Regions from separate parts of the Sus scrofa genome. Here all the other regions are linked to region 1. The links are chromatin contacts, called in public Hi-C and HiChIP or PLAC-seq maps. All regions are on one chromosome and are shown on one strand. The core of a region is the stretch at or near the end of the contact, and the rest is flanking DNA. Distances in the headings are between cores, read along the strand shown. Region 1 holds the start of SMARCB1 (SWI/SNF-related matrix-associated actin-dependent regulator of chromatin subfamily B member 1). Region 2 holds the start of CABIN1 (calcineurin-binding protein cabin-1). Region 3 holds the start of MIF (macrophage migration inhibitory factor (glycosylation-inhibiting factor)).

Region 1 (4,676 bases), core at 698-3,197:
TCTGGGTGGGTGCTTGCAGCTGGCCGTCTTCCAGCTGGTAATTCTGGAGACCTGTTCCCAAGATCCAGGCCAAAACGTCCAGTCAGCTGGTGAGGGGGGTGCTTTCTGCTCAAGACCCCGGGCCCTGGAGGCCCCAACATACCTCAGTCGTGTCACGGGTCAGATCCTCTTCAGCCCTCCCCAACCCCAGGTCCTCCAAAGCCATGTAAATGTGTACAGTGTGTATAAAGCCTTTCTTTCTTTCTTTCCTTTTTTTTTTTTTTTTAACTGAGGACTGTCATTAAACATGGTCATTTTCTACCTGCCTGCCTAGGGTCTCTGTGTGATTACAAGGCCAGGATGGGGGGAGAGCTGGCACAGGGAGGTGGGAGGCCTGGCTGGGGACCTGCTCTATCCTAAGAGCCAGGGTTGCAGCCCACCCCACTCTGAAGCCCCTGGTCCTTGGGGCTGGGTGCCGGGCTCTACCTCATCTTACTAGATGCCTTGAGTGACTTTTTTTTTTTTTTTTTTTTTTGTCTTTTGTCTTTTTAGGGCCACACCTGTGGCACATGGAGGTTCCCCAGGCTAGGGGTCTAATCGGAACTACAGCTGTCAGCCTACACCACAGCCACAGCAATGCCAGATCCGAGCCACGTCTGTGACCTATACCACAGCTCAAGGCAATGCCGGATCCTTAACCCATTGTGCAAAGCCAGGGATTGAACCCGCAACCTCATGGTTCCTAGTCAGATTTGTTTCTGCTGCACCATGACGGGAACTCCCCTTGAGTGGCTTTGTAATGTTTCCTGCTTCCCTGCTTCTCCACTAAGCGGTGGTCACTTTTTCTGATCCTACTATGCCCCAGCCCCTGTCCTGCTACTGTCAGAACATAGGACAAAACTGGCTAAGAGGACTGACCAGTCCTAACTCTCCAAGGTCTCCTTGCCTTCATCCCAGCCTCTGGGAATCTTCTTCAGAGCTGCAGCCATCACAGCTGCAGTTTGTTAGATGGAACCACAGGAAATTGTCAGCAGGAGGCCGTTTTTGACCCACTGCACTGTTCCACCAGATACATGGATGCTTTGATGCAGGCCCCACTCTGGTTCTAAGCACCCCAGGGCAGGGCTGTATAATTTTAATGCACTGGGCTGGTGGAAGGCACAAAGCCCAGAGTTAAGGAAGGAACGGAGATGGTCTGTAGATGGTCCCCTCCCCTCCAACACTCATCCCAAGCACCAGGCAAGCCAACCGCCTGGGCTTTGGAATCCTGCCAAGCCCAGGAGCCTTCGTCCTCACCACCTCCATCTCTGAAGTTGCAGTAACAGCTGTGGGCCCAGAACTGGGTTATCTGTTCTGGGAACCCTCTCATCTGCTCAGCTGCACTGCGTTCTCCAGGTGGGGAAACGGAGTCACAGGTACTCCGGGCCCCTTCCCGGCTTTCAGGCCTCAATTTGCTTCTCCTCCCCTGGGCTGAGTTCCAGTCCCAGCGGTGAGACTGGGAAAGCCGCAGCCTGAGTCAGGGCCGCCGTTGTATTTCTGTCCATGAGAAGTGTCCCTTGGGGAGTTCCTTTCGTGGCCCAGGGGCAAGGAATCTGACTAGGAACCATGAGGTTGCCAGTTCAATCCCTGGACTCGCTCAGTGGGTTAAGGATCCGGTATTGCGTGAGCTGAGGTGTAAGTCGCAGACGCGGCTCAGATCCCGCGTTGCTGTGGCTCTGGTGTAGACCGGCAGCTGCAGCTCTAATTAGACTCCTAGCCTGGGAACCTCCATATGCCGCGGGTACGGCCCTAAAAAGACAAAAAAAACCAAAACAAAACACAAAAAAAGTGTTCCTTGATTCTGCCCCCAACCCGCCCCGCTTGCCTGGGAGGAAGGGACACAGGTTGAGGCTTCTTTAAGGGACCCGCGGGGGCGCGCCCCGACCTTTTGTTTAGGCGGCGGCGGCGGCGGCGCGCGCGTTAGCGTCAACGCCCGCGCCTGCGCAGTGAGGGCGGCCTAGTCTGCGGCGGTGGCGGAGAAGCCCGGCGGCGGCGCGAGCACTCGGTCCCGCCCGCCCTTCGCCTCTAACTCCGGCTTCCCTGGGCTTGGCGCGCTCCGGCCCTGCCTGACCCCTCCCAACACTCGCAGCCACGCCGGGCTTTGGCTGCCTGTCTCCGCCGCCGCAATGATGATGATGGCGCTGAGCAAGACTTTCGGGCAGAAGCCCGTCAAGTTCCAGTTGGAGGACGACGGCGAATTCTACATGATCGGCTCTGAGGTAGCCCACGGCGCATCCTCGTCCTCCGGGCCCCAGCCGGCCCTGCCCCTGCGGGAGCCTCGGGGCGGGCCTGCGCGGCGGGAATGCGCGTCTCCATTCATCGCGGCGGGCGGGCGGGCGCGGTGGGCGGGGCGTGGTCGGGCGAGGGGGTGATCGATCAGGTCCCGCCCCGCGCTCTACTGTGGTTTTACCCACCCGTGTCGCAGGGTCCAGGACGCGCCCGGATGCCGGGGCTGGGGCGTCCTGGTGGCCCCTGGTTCCATGATGAGTTCCAAAACTCCATCGGGAAGCACAGAAGCGGGGTTTTTAGTCGTCCCCTGCCACACCTTGGGGGGAAGATGTTGGACCCCCCCCACATGCATCCTTTCCCGTTGCTGCAACTGGGACCCTGAAATCGCAGGTTCGAAGCACCCAGCTTAGTGAGGACTCACCCGCACTGCGTTCATTGACTTCGAGGTGGGCAGGGAGGTGTTTTGACCTTTAATTAATGGTGAGGAAACAGGTTGGGAGGAAGATGCTTGCTTTTGGATGGATAAGGCTCCAGTTTGTGAGTTAGATCTATCAGCAGTTTCGGAAGCAGGTGACACTTTGAATGTCGTGGACTGACTTTTTTTTTAAAGAGCCTAACGATCTTTAATCCTTAGCTAAAGTGGCAGCAGTTCGTAGAGTCAGCTGGATGACTAACTTTAGGAAAACCCTACAACTGGTCCTTTATTGGTAGTTCATACAAAGTATATTAAGTTTTTCCAGATTGCCTCAAACTAATCCTTTTTGGCAGTCCCCAGTTAGTGTGTGTATACACACACTTACACGCATGTATTTTTAAATTATGCATATACAATTCAGATGTGCAACTACCAAGCAGTAGTGTCCCCCACATGTAAGGAGGTAAGTGGAAGTCCGGAGGTGTTAAAGCAGATAACAAATGCTGACGGTTTTCCATATTAAACATTTCATCCTTTTCTTTTCCCCCAGGCTGTACCTGCGCATGTAGAAGTTCCTAGGCTAGGGATTGAATTAGAACTGCAGCCACAGGCCTATGCCACAGCCACAGCAACACTAGATCCAAGTCTCGTCTTCGACCTACACCACAGCTCACCGCAGTGGTGGATCCTTTACCCACCGAGTGGGGCCAGGGATCGAGCCCGAAACCTCATGGATACTAGCTGGGTTTGTCATCGCTGAGCCACAAGGGGAACTCCCCCCCTTTTTTTTTTCTTCACAATGTTTGGGTTTTTTCCTTCACAGTTGAACATGGTGTGAATGAATTAAGTCTTATAATGGTCACACTGGGGCTTTCAGGACACCCTGTAATCCTTGGCTCCTCTGAGTTTTATTGAGTTATGAGACCATTGTTGTCAGTAGCAACAGAACTCTAGTGTTTCCATTTTTTACCAGTTTTTATAAAACACAAGGGACAGGATGTAATACATTTTCCCTGTCATCACAGAAATGCTACCCTTGAAAGCTAGCTGTGCTGGGGAGGAACCAGTCCCTGCCATAGCTCAGAATGGTCCTCATGGAGTGGTAGGTACCTGCTCAAATGTGGGATACAAAGGCAGGAGAGGAGTTTCAGTCTGTGATAATGAGCAGATTGTTTAAAGAAACCTTTATGTGATCTAATGGACAGGAAGAGCAGTCACTTTGGCCTTGGCTCTGAGTTGGAGATACACTTTTGAAAATCCAGGTTGCAGAAGTTTCCTGGTGGCCCAGCAGGTCAAGGATCCAGCATTGTCACTGCCATGGCTCTGGTTACAGCTGTGGCTCAGGTTCAATCCCTGACCTGGGAATTTCTGCATGCCATGGGTGGGGGAAAAAAAAAAAAAAAAAAAAAAAAAATCCAGCTTGCATTTATTATTAGGTGGAGCAAATTGAGAAGCAGCATATGGCTAGGTGGGCAGAACGTCAGGAGGCCTGGTTCTAGCTCTGCCTCCATGTCACTTTTCTCGTGGCTCTAAGGAGATGCTTAGATTAGATGATCTCTAAGATCTGAAAGCTAACTGCAGTCTTCTCTTTCAGCCCTGTTGAGTGAGAACATTTGCCCAGAGACACATTTTATAGAGACCAGATGGGAGAAAGGAGAGGCTGTGCTTTCAGGGGCCTGGCTTAGCAATCATCAGACCGTGGGAGTTCTGGGAAAGGTTCAAGATCAGAGTGCTGTCTCCAGATATCCAGTAGCTCCTCTGACAGCATTGAGTGGACAGCCTCCAGACCCCTTGCCCTTGACAAACAGGCACCATATTCAGCGAGACCGGCCAGCCTTAGCAGCACCCACTGTGCCCCCTCCCCAGTTGGGTGTGCAGCCTTGGGAGGGCATCTGCAATTGCAGTGAGTGTGTCGTCCCTCTCCTGTCATCTGGAGGCAGCTGTAATCACCAAACTGGAGTCACAACTGAGAGGACCCTAGGAAGTCCCCTTATCCACACCTTCACTTTGCATT
Region 2 (4,676 bases), core at 860-3,359, 120 kb after region 1:
GCTGCAGCTCACAATAACGCCAGATCCTTAACCAAGTGGGGCCAAGGAATGAACCCACATCCCTCATGGATACTAGTCCAGTTGGTTTCCAACGAACCACAACGGAAATTCCATCAGTTTTCTTCCAGATGTTTGATGCTGAGTTTAAATCTCAGACATTTGTGGGCACTATGTTTCCCTACACAGTTAAAGCTTTCATCATCCTGTGCACCAATGAAATACCAAACAGATTTTTAGTCTATGCAGTCCAGGTGCATTTCCAAAGGAATGCACCTGTGCCTGGTCTTTGTACCTAACCAATGCCAAGTTCCTGCCCCTTGCTTCCCTTCCTGTTTCTGCACTTTTTCCTGCCAACATGAATGTCCCGCTTCTCAAAGGGACATGGGGAATGTTTGTGGGTTGAATGTAAATGAATGGTTGAAGTGCCCAAGGAGGGATTCAGGCCTAACCCTTGCCAGGGCCAGTCTGGTCTTCCCACCTCAATCTTTCATCACTGTAGTGACTGGCCCCTCCACCAGCTTGGCAGTATCTCTCCCCACTGTGCTCCTGAGCTTTGCTGCTTAACACCAGACTGCATGATGTTCCTGCATGGCCTGCACTCTTAACTCTAAACCCTTGCCACACAGCTTCCTGCTGCTTGGACCACCTTTATCTCTTTTTTTCTTTTTAAATTAAATTTTTTTTTTTTCTTTTTAGGGCTGCACTCACAGCATATGGAGGTTCCCGGGCTAGGGGTCCAGTTGGCGCCACAGCCACAGCCACCCAAGACCCAAGCTGTGTCTGTGACCTATACCTCAACTCACGGCAATGCCAGATCCTTAACTCACTGAGCAAGGCCAGGGATCGAACCCACAACCTCATGGTTCCTAGTTGGACTCGTTTCCGCTGCACCACAACGGGAACTCCCGCATCTTTTTTTCAATTGTTTTACTTCAGAGCATCTTTCAGGGGGTGGGAGCTGCGTCCAAGGCTGCAAGTCATTCATGAAACTTCTAAACCATCTGCTTACTCTCTATTTACAGCTCCCCACCCCTGCCCAGGTTACACTCCTTTCAAAATCAAGCTTGGTGACTCAATTATTTTTGTACCTCCTGGCATATCATTAAAGCTTTACTGTACTGAATTGAGTTCTTCAGCATGATTTTACCGTCTTTAAACAAAGTCAAAGAGAAAGGGCGTAAGATTCATCCTTCTTTTTTTGGCCAGGCTCACAGCTTGTGGAAGTTCTCTGGATCAGGGATTAAACCCAAGCCACAGCAGTGACAAGGTCAGATTCTTCTTCTTCTTCTTTTTTTTTTTTTTTTTGTCTTTTTGCCATTTCTTGGGCCGCTCCTGCGGCATATGGAGGTTCCCAGGCTAGGGGTCGAATCAGAGCTGTAGCTGCCAGCCTACGCCAGAGCCACAGCAATGCGGGATTCGAGCCGCGTCTGCAGCCTACACCACAGCTCATGGCAACGCCGGATCGTTAACCCAGTGAGCAAGGGCAGGGATCGAACCCGCAACGTCATGGTTCCTAGTCGGATTCGTTAACCACTGCGCCACGACGGGAACTCCAGACAAGGTCAGATTCTTAAACCGCTGAGCCACCAGGGAACTCCTAACATTCATTCTTATTTAAATCATACTTCCTGGACTCATGCACCTATAAATCTGAACCAGGGAAGCCCTTCCCTAAAATGCTTAGCTCCCAAGAGCGTAACATCTCAGTCCCAGCCGGTTGTCAGAAACCCTCTTCCAGGCTCTTAAATTCTGTTGTTCCCTCCCCCGCCCGTTCACCTCCCAACAGACTACCCGCCCTCCGCTCCCCGCCCCCAGTACTCTCTGCTTCAATAGTTCGTTGTATCTGTGGTTTTTAGGCTTCAAATCCTTTTCGGAAAAAGGTGAGCCACGGGCATAGGAATGAGAATATTGTTACTCCCTTGGTCCCCTCCAAGTGTCCCCAGGTTTCCACCTTCCGAGCACCTGTCGCAGTTGGAACACTGCTGCCGATTACTTAGCAGGTGTCACCAACCGCGCTGCAGATTACCGCCAAGAGGCCCTCAAGGTCCCCGCGCGCTGGCTCTCGGGAAGGCGCGTGCGGGCTCGCCGATTGGCTGGCGGAGCCGGCTCCCGAGCCAATGGGAGCGCTCCTTGTTGTCAGGCGCGCAGTCCTTCCGACGGGCGCGGGGGTCCGGCGGACGGCCTGTTGCCGTGGAGACGACTCGTGAGTTCGCGTACTGCAGGTTTGGGGAGGCCCCGGGCTGGGGTGAGGCTTGGAGGTGTGGTGCTGAGGAGCGGCTGGCTGGGGGCTGCTCACGGAAAAACCCAGGCTGGGAGCCCGAGCGGCCGAGCCAGGCCCCACTGCCGCGCGAACCTCTTGGCGGCTCCCGCTCCGCTTGGGGCCTGGGGCGGGGGTCTCAGGAACGCTGTGGGGGTCTCAACAACTCAGCCGTCCCGTCTGCGGTCGCGGAACAGGGCCCCGCACCCACCCTTGCTGCGTGTCCTTCCACTTAACCTTCGCGGCGGCGCTGCGCGGCGGGCACCAGGTGGGCGCCCCTCGCGGGATGGGGACTGAGGCCGAGAGGTGGTGCGGCCGCTTGTCCCAAGTCCCCAGCTTCCCGGCAGGCTAGCCGACTCCAGACTAAAAGCCTGGACCCACTGCCGTCCCGGAGGAGGCCAGGTGGAGCTTTCTGACGTCGGCAGGTGTCTGCACAGGCGGCTTTAGGGGTTCCTTCACCCCTTGGTGAAGGGCCTACTGTGTATGCGGACCAAGCGGCTGGGGTTCTTTCTGTGTGGTACATAACCGTGGTTAGGACCCATGTGTCCTCAGAGACGTCTGGTTCAGGGGTCAGCAAACTTCGGTTCTAAATAGAGTAGTTTATATGATACTATTCCTTGTGACAATAATGAGTGTAATTGTGCTTATAATGAGGAGGGGGCATAGTTTTCTTAGCTCTGTTGCTGTATTGTGGACACAGCCAACGACAGTTCGTAAAGTTGTTTCAAGAAAATTTCATTTAGGGACACTGAAGTTGCAATTTTATGTTGTCAGTAATTTTCATGTGTCATGAACTTTTCAACCATTTAAAAATGTAAAAAGTGGGAGTTCTTGCCATTGTACTGTGGGTTGTGCTGCCCACCCTAGCGTCTTGGGTTGCTTCTGAGGCAGGGGTTCAATCCCCAGCAGTGGGTTAAAAAGATCGAGCTTTGCGGCAGCTGCAGGGTAGGTAGGTTGCAGCTGTGGCTCAGATTCAATCCCTGGCCTGGGAGCTTCCATATGCCATGGGTATGGCCATTAAAAAAAAAAGAAAAAGAAAAAGCCATTCTTTGCTCTTGAGCTGTACAGAAACTGTGGGCTTGGTAGCTTGTGGATCCCAAGTCTAGCCCAAAGCCTCATACAGTGGAGGGAAATGACCTAGAGACCGGCATCTGATGCCATGTCAGTCACACGGCCCAGGCTTCCCCATTCCCAGGCCAGAGCCTGCTAAGAAACATCACCCCTTATCACTGGATCTGGGTGAGGTGCTCAGGGTGTGCTGTTGTCATGTGTTCTGAGGGCCATGAAAACTGTACCATAAAGATTTTGGAAACTCATGAGGTTTAAGTCCTGAATGTGCCTTTTTGGTTTTTTAAAATTTTATGGTCCCACCTGTGGCATAATGGAAGTTCCCCAGGCCAGGGGTTGCATCACAGCCACAGCTTTGACCTGTGCCACAGCTGTAGCAAAGGGGGATCCTTTAACCCACTGCGCCCCGCTGGGGATAGAACTGGAGCATCCACAGCACTCCACCAGTTACTTAGTCTTTACTAAACTTCTAAACTTTTTGGCCTTGCTGAGTTTTTCGTTTGTTTGTTTGTTTGTTTTGCTTTTTTAGGGCCCAACCGGCAGCATATGGAAGTTCCCAGGCTAGGGGTTGAATCAGAGCTTCAGCTGCCGGCCTACGCCACAGCAATGCAGATCTGAGCTGAGTCTTCTATTTAGACCGCAACTCATGGCAATGCCAGATCTTTAACCTGCTGACTGAGGCCAGGGATCCAACCTGCATCCTCTTGGACACTACGTTGGGTTCTTAGCCTGCTGAGCCACAGTGGGAACTCCCAGCATCATGTTTTTGTGGTTCATCTGTGTTTTCATTAGTTCATTCCATTTTATGGCTGATTGATATTCCATTGTATGGCTGGACCACATTTTGTTTATCCAGAAATTAGTTGATGGCCATTTGGGTTGTTTCTTCTCTTTGGTTATTATGAATAATGTAGCTGTGAACATTCCCTCATGGATTTTGCAGCTGCAATGTTACTTCATTGTATGGAGGTGCCATAGTTTATTTATTCATATCCTGGACTATCTGTGGCCATTTAGGTGGTTTTCAAGATCTTGCAATGGCAAACAGTGCTGGAACCCTGTGCATATGTATTTTTACATGGTTGGAGATGCATCTTCAGGGTAGATTCCTAGGATTGCTGGCTTGAAAGGTAAGTGCATTGGTGATTTTGTTGCCTGTTATCATACTCTTTTCCAGAGGGGCTATACTAGTTTGTTTGTTTTTTTTGTGGGGGGCTTGTACCAATTTGCATTCCCACCAAAGGTGTTTGAGAGTAGTGCCTGTTTCCCCACAACCTTACCACCAAGAGTGTGCCTTTGTGCTTTAGTTTTTGCCAGTGTGTTAGGTGAGAAATGGCATTTCAGTGGGCAT
Region 3 (4,676 bases), core at 1,171-3,670, 65 kb after region 1:
AGTCCCTCTGCTTTAAGTCTGACTCCGCTTCTGCCTTGTCTTTGACTCGAGCTGGAGAAAATTCTCTGCTTTTAAGGGCTCCTGTGATTACATCGGAACCACCCAGATAATCCATGATAACCTCCCTATTTTAGGGTCTGTAACCCTAATTACATCTGCAAAGTGCCTTTTGCCATGTAACGTAATGCATTCACAGGTTTGGGGGACTAGGGCATGGACAGCCTTGGAGGCCCTCTGCCTGCTACCGAGCAACAGGGCAGAAGGTAGGCACGCAGCCAGGCCCAAAAGAAATAGTCCCCCAGCTCAGGGAGCCTAGAAAGGAAGCAGTAACTCACACACAGAAATATGGTGATAGCCTGGAAGAAGAGAACAGGTGCTGGGCTCCTGACTGGGCCTGACCCAGCCAGGAGCTTTGGGTGCTGAAGCAGATCAGGGAAAGTGCAGGAGGGGACCAGGTCACCCAGGGCACTGTGATGGTACTGGGGACCATCACCAGTAATTAAACCACTTGGGTCCTCACAACATCCCCCTGTAAAATGGACACTACTGTCATCCCCAAGTTACAGGCAGGAAAACTGAGGCTCAGAGAGGTTAGCCAAGTGTCCAAGCTAGTGACAAGTGGGACTGGGAATCTAGTCCCTCCTCAGAGGCCCTCCCTGAAAGACAGCAGTGACTACTCCTGGGAAGGGAGGGTACACAAAGGCTGTCCTGATGGGGAAGGCTCCCCTCTGTCACAGTAACAACCTGAAAACCATAGCGGCTCACCCACAGGGCATTGCAGGTGTTTGTTGGAGAGGCTCTGTGTCACCCGCTGCCACATCAGAGAACATGGAACTGGGCACTAGCTTTTGGATCTTCTGCCTGGAATCATTTGCGTCACTTCTGGTCACTGGACAAAGCAAGTCACATGGCCAGATCTACCTGGGTAGGCAGGGGGAACAGACTCCTCCTCCAGGAGAGGCCAGGCCAAGAGTGATGCCAGCTAACTTAGACTAAGGTGGGATCAGGGGTGGGGGGAGAGGCGAGGATAAAGGCATAGTGGAGGGAGGCACAGTTCACTGGGAGGAGATCAGAGGTGGGAGAAAAGTCATGCACTTGGATGTGGACACCGGGAGCAGGCCATGCTGAGTTGGCTGCTGGAGCTCAGAGGAGCATCCTGGGCTGGAGACATCAGTGCATCAGTGGTAACAGAACCCTGAGCACAGAAAGACGGCTGGGTGTGGGAGTGGGGAGGAAAGTGATCTGGGCCTACCTGGAAAGCCCCACATTTTACAGAGTTATTGGCACAGCTGGGCCATGAGACCTTCCCTCTGGAGGCCAGCTGGTCCCACAAGCCTGGTGGCCTTGATCCATCATATGGCCATTGTCAAGGCCAGCAACATGCTCTGCCACCTTAACCAGACCACAACTGTCAGAGACCAAGGACAGGGCTTTCCTGGAGAGCTCTGAGACTGGCCAAACCTGCATGCCCCTTGAGTGCCAGTCCCCAGCCCAGCCCCCTGACCAGGGGTCTCCTCAGAGCAGGGGTCAGGTGGCCCTTCTGTCCAGTAATGGCAGGGCCTGCAGGCTCATCCCTGGCCCTGACCTCTTCCTGCCCCGTCATGGCTAACTTCATTCACCCAGTATTTAGTCCATGTCTTTCATATGCTTGGCACCTACTAGCTACCCGTTGAGCTGACCACTAGTGGAAGAAACAGAAAATTCACTCAGGCTGTAAGAGGGCGTCCCCAGAGGACACATCAGAGGAATTGCCCAGGGGACTCAAGTTTTGGGGTGGGCTTTGAGCTCTGTCAGACATCCCCTCCTACTCGCTGCCCCTACCCGGGGCACCACCCAGCATCCCCACCCACCTTGAGGAGCAGGGGTATAGGGAAGGCATCTGGATGGTGACTCATTTGTGGTAGCCCCCTCCCACCTGCATCAGTGACTGCGCCTCACCCCTACACATGAACACCAGCACGCCCACCCGTCCACTCAGGACAGTGGCCCCAGAGACTCAGGACACACAAGGGCTCAGTGAGAATGAGCTGGACTTCATCTACTTGTCCAGCTGTGAGCTCCTGGAGGGCCAGAAGCCACCTGCCCCCCTAACCGCAGTATCCCCGCTCCTGGCACACAGATGAGTAGATATCTGTGACTAAATAAAAGGGCTGATGAACGAGGGAAAGGCACACTTCTGGCCACGAGGTGGTGAACGGCTTTGGAGGGGGCACCCAGCCAGGGGTAGGCGGAGTAGGGTCTCAAAGTCCCGCCGTGAGGGCGGGGCCTCTGCCGGCGGTGACGTCACCAGTCGCGAAGGCCTCGCGGCCTCGGGGGCGGGATCTCCGCCGGCGGTGACGTCACGGGGCGGAACCGCAGTCGCAGTGGGCGGGGCGCCGGGCGGCGGTCACGTATCTCAGGTTCCCCTGCTTCTTGACCGCGCAGTTAGGTTCCTGTGCTCCGGGTCCCCACTGTTCCTGGCCATCATGCCGATGTTCGTGGTAAACACCAACGTTCCCCGCGCCTCTGTGCCGGACGGGTTCCTCTCCGAGCTGACTCAGCAGTTGGTGCAGGCCATGGGCAAGCCGGCGCAGGTCTGCCACGAGGGCCGGGCGAGGCGGTTCCGGGCTGAGGCTGGGGTTGGGGGAGGGGGGGCGGCGATTCCGGAATGGGGCTCCGGGCGGGGAAGGGACGCGGGGGCGGGGGGCGTCTGGGCCGGCGAGGTCACCCGGGCCGACTGACCGCGTCCCCTCCCCCGCAGTACATCGCGGTGCACGTCGTCCCGGACCAGCTCATGGCCTTCGGAGGGTCCAGCGAGCCGTGCGCCCTTTGCAGTCTGCATAGCATCGGCAAGATCGGCGGCGCGCAGAACCGTTCCTACAGCAAGCTGCTGTGCGGCCTGCTGGCCGAACGCTTGCGCATCAGCCCGGACAGGTGCGTGGGCGCCGAGGGCCGGGGAGCACGCGGCCACGGCGGCCGCCCAGTTGCCCGCTCAGCCTCGCTTCCTTCTCCGCAGGATCTACATCAACTACTACGACATGAACGCGGCCAATGTGGGCTGGAACGGCTCCACCTTCGCCTGAGGGCCGCACCCCAAGACTCCTTTGCTCTCGGCCTGGCGCCGCCGGCTCTGTTTTCTGCCTGCCTCGCCCCTAGCGACCCCAGCTCCCGGAAGAGAGAAATAAACGGTGTGGAGATGGCTGCCTCCGGCTTCCTTGACTAGCGGAGGAATTGGTGAAGGGCCGGGTCAGTGACAGGGGTCCGAGGCCGGGAGGGGCGCCCCCAGAATGAGCTGTGGGGCGCCTTCCCCTACCCTTTGCCAGCAGAAGGCCCCACTGAGGTTGGCATCCTTCCAGAGGCCACAACCCAGGAATCAAATTCGAATCGGGAATCCATAGTCTGTCCCCCACCCTCTCTCCTGCCGAGGCACCACGTGGGCTAGGGTTGGCGGGCAAAGGGGGAGTAATCCAAATCCGGGTGAGGGCGCCCGCTCCACCTCAGGAGTCATTCTCTGCCAAGCTGGTGCTTCAGTGTCTTGACTTAGGAAATCCCATTGTTTTGGAACTTTAGGATGGTTTTCAAGTGTGGGACAGAGGCTCCAGGAGGTGGATTCTGGTTATGCTGCCCTGTCCACCCCAGTTCCAGGCCTGGGTAGGGCTCCCTTCAGGCACCCAGGCCCTTAGGAATAGCAGTTCCCTGAGGGCATACTCCTATAGTTTGGGTGCCATTCATGTTTTCTAGTGCGCAGCAAGTCCGGAAAGCCTGCAGGTGGCTAGTTAACCCCACTAGGACGCTGAGGATTTGATCAAGAACAAAATCAGTATCAAGGTGCAATAGGACAGTTTCCTGGCTTAGGATCCTTTCTCCAAGTGCAGGGCCTTGCTCCCTTGTGGGGTGGTGACAAGGTACTGGGCAGTCCTCCAGCCAGGAGGTGCTGCTTGCCCAGGCCAGTCACCTTTAGGCTGAATGCCTCACTGCCCCACAGCAGGAGATCCTCCATGGACCTGCGCAGCAACTCCAAGTTGAGGCCCAGCCCTGAGCACTGGGGACTTAACGTGCCTGGAGTTGGCGTCCCTTGATCAGAGCCGGCACCTGTGTCTTGGCTAAAGTGAAGAGCCAGCTCTGCCCTTCCTGCACTGCCCACCCTGTGGGAGAAGCCCAGTTCATTGCAGCTGCCTGCAGAGAGAGGCTCTTCCAGCCCCATGAACCCCGTTCCTGGGGGCCTAACCTCTGGACCCCTGGCCCTGCACCTGAGACCCCTTGTTCTGCCTCAGCCCCTGAGATAGACAAGAACATCCTAGATAGAGGTGGTTTTTTAAATTCCACAGAATTGAAGTGAACCGTTTTTGGAAGGTGAAGGACTCTGGGGAAGAGGGTAACCGCCTGAGCCCAGCCCCTGGAGCGCTTTCCTTCTGATGCTGGGAGTGAGGAACAGGCCTGCCTCTGAGCCATAGGCAGTAATAAGGCCCACCTTGTTCCTGTACATGTGCTGGAGCCTGGGGTGGCCACAGGCTCCTTCCTTGGGCCCACTGCCAGTCACCTAGCCTGTGTGGCACACTGTGGCATCAGTGTGAACTCCTGTTACGCAGGGGCAGGAAGCTTCAGGAGCCCAGCCCAGGCTTGTAGCAGAGGACAGATCACACCTACCCTTGGATTATGGCACCTTCTGAACAGCCCAGGCCCCAGGCTGCTTAGCC

The links. Hi-C and Micro-C count contacts between places; a contact is called where the count stands out from the background. HiChIP or PLAC-seq counts read pairs in DNA pulled down with a chosen protein or histone mark.
Region 2: a contact with region 1 is called in a Hi-C map of fetal liver, with 2.0 times the contacts expected there. The contact joins the promoter of CABIN1 here to the promoter of SMARCB1 in region 1. A contact is called at or near these places in 4 of 47 Hi-C or Micro-C datasets (alveolar macrophages, embryonic fibroblasts, fetal liver and 1 more) and 1 of 2 datasets of contacts at active chromatin or transcription factors (alveolar macrophages).
Region 3: a contact with region 1 is called in an H3K27ac HiChIP or PLAC-seq map of alveolar macrophages. The contact joins the promoter of MIF here to the promoter of SMARCB1 in region 1. A contact is called at or near these places in 2 of 47 Hi-C or Micro-C datasets (blood and liver) and 2 of 2 datasets of contacts at active chromatin or transcription factors (alveolar macrophages and skeletal muscle).

Annotation. Positions count from the first base shown.
Region 1 is chr14:49,903,314-49,907,989 of Sscrofa11.1, reverse strand. SMARCB1 (SWI/SNF-related matrix-associated actin-dependent regulator of chromatin subfamily B member 1) reads left to right here and starts at 1,947. Exons shown (of 9, transcript XM_001929437.4): 1 at 1,947-2,237. The coding sequence starts at 2,145. It overlaps MMP11 (stromelysin-3), which reads left to right. Exons shown (of 8, transcript XM_001929445.5): 8 at 1-306.
Region 2 is chr14:49,785,156-49,789,831 of Sscrofa11.1, reverse strand. CABIN1 (calcineurin-binding protein cabin-1) reads left to right here and starts at 2,109. Exons shown (of 37, transcript XM_013983138.2): 1 at 2,109-2,222.
Region 3 is chr14:49,838,807-49,843,482 of Sscrofa11.1, reverse strand. It overlaps MIF (macrophage migration inhibitory factor (glycosylation-inhibiting factor)), which reads left to right and starts at 2,420. Exons shown (of 3, transcript NM_001077213.2): 1 at 2,420-2,573; 2 at 2,741-2,913; 3 at 2,996-3,180. The coding sequence starts at 2,466. The coding sequence ends at 3,062.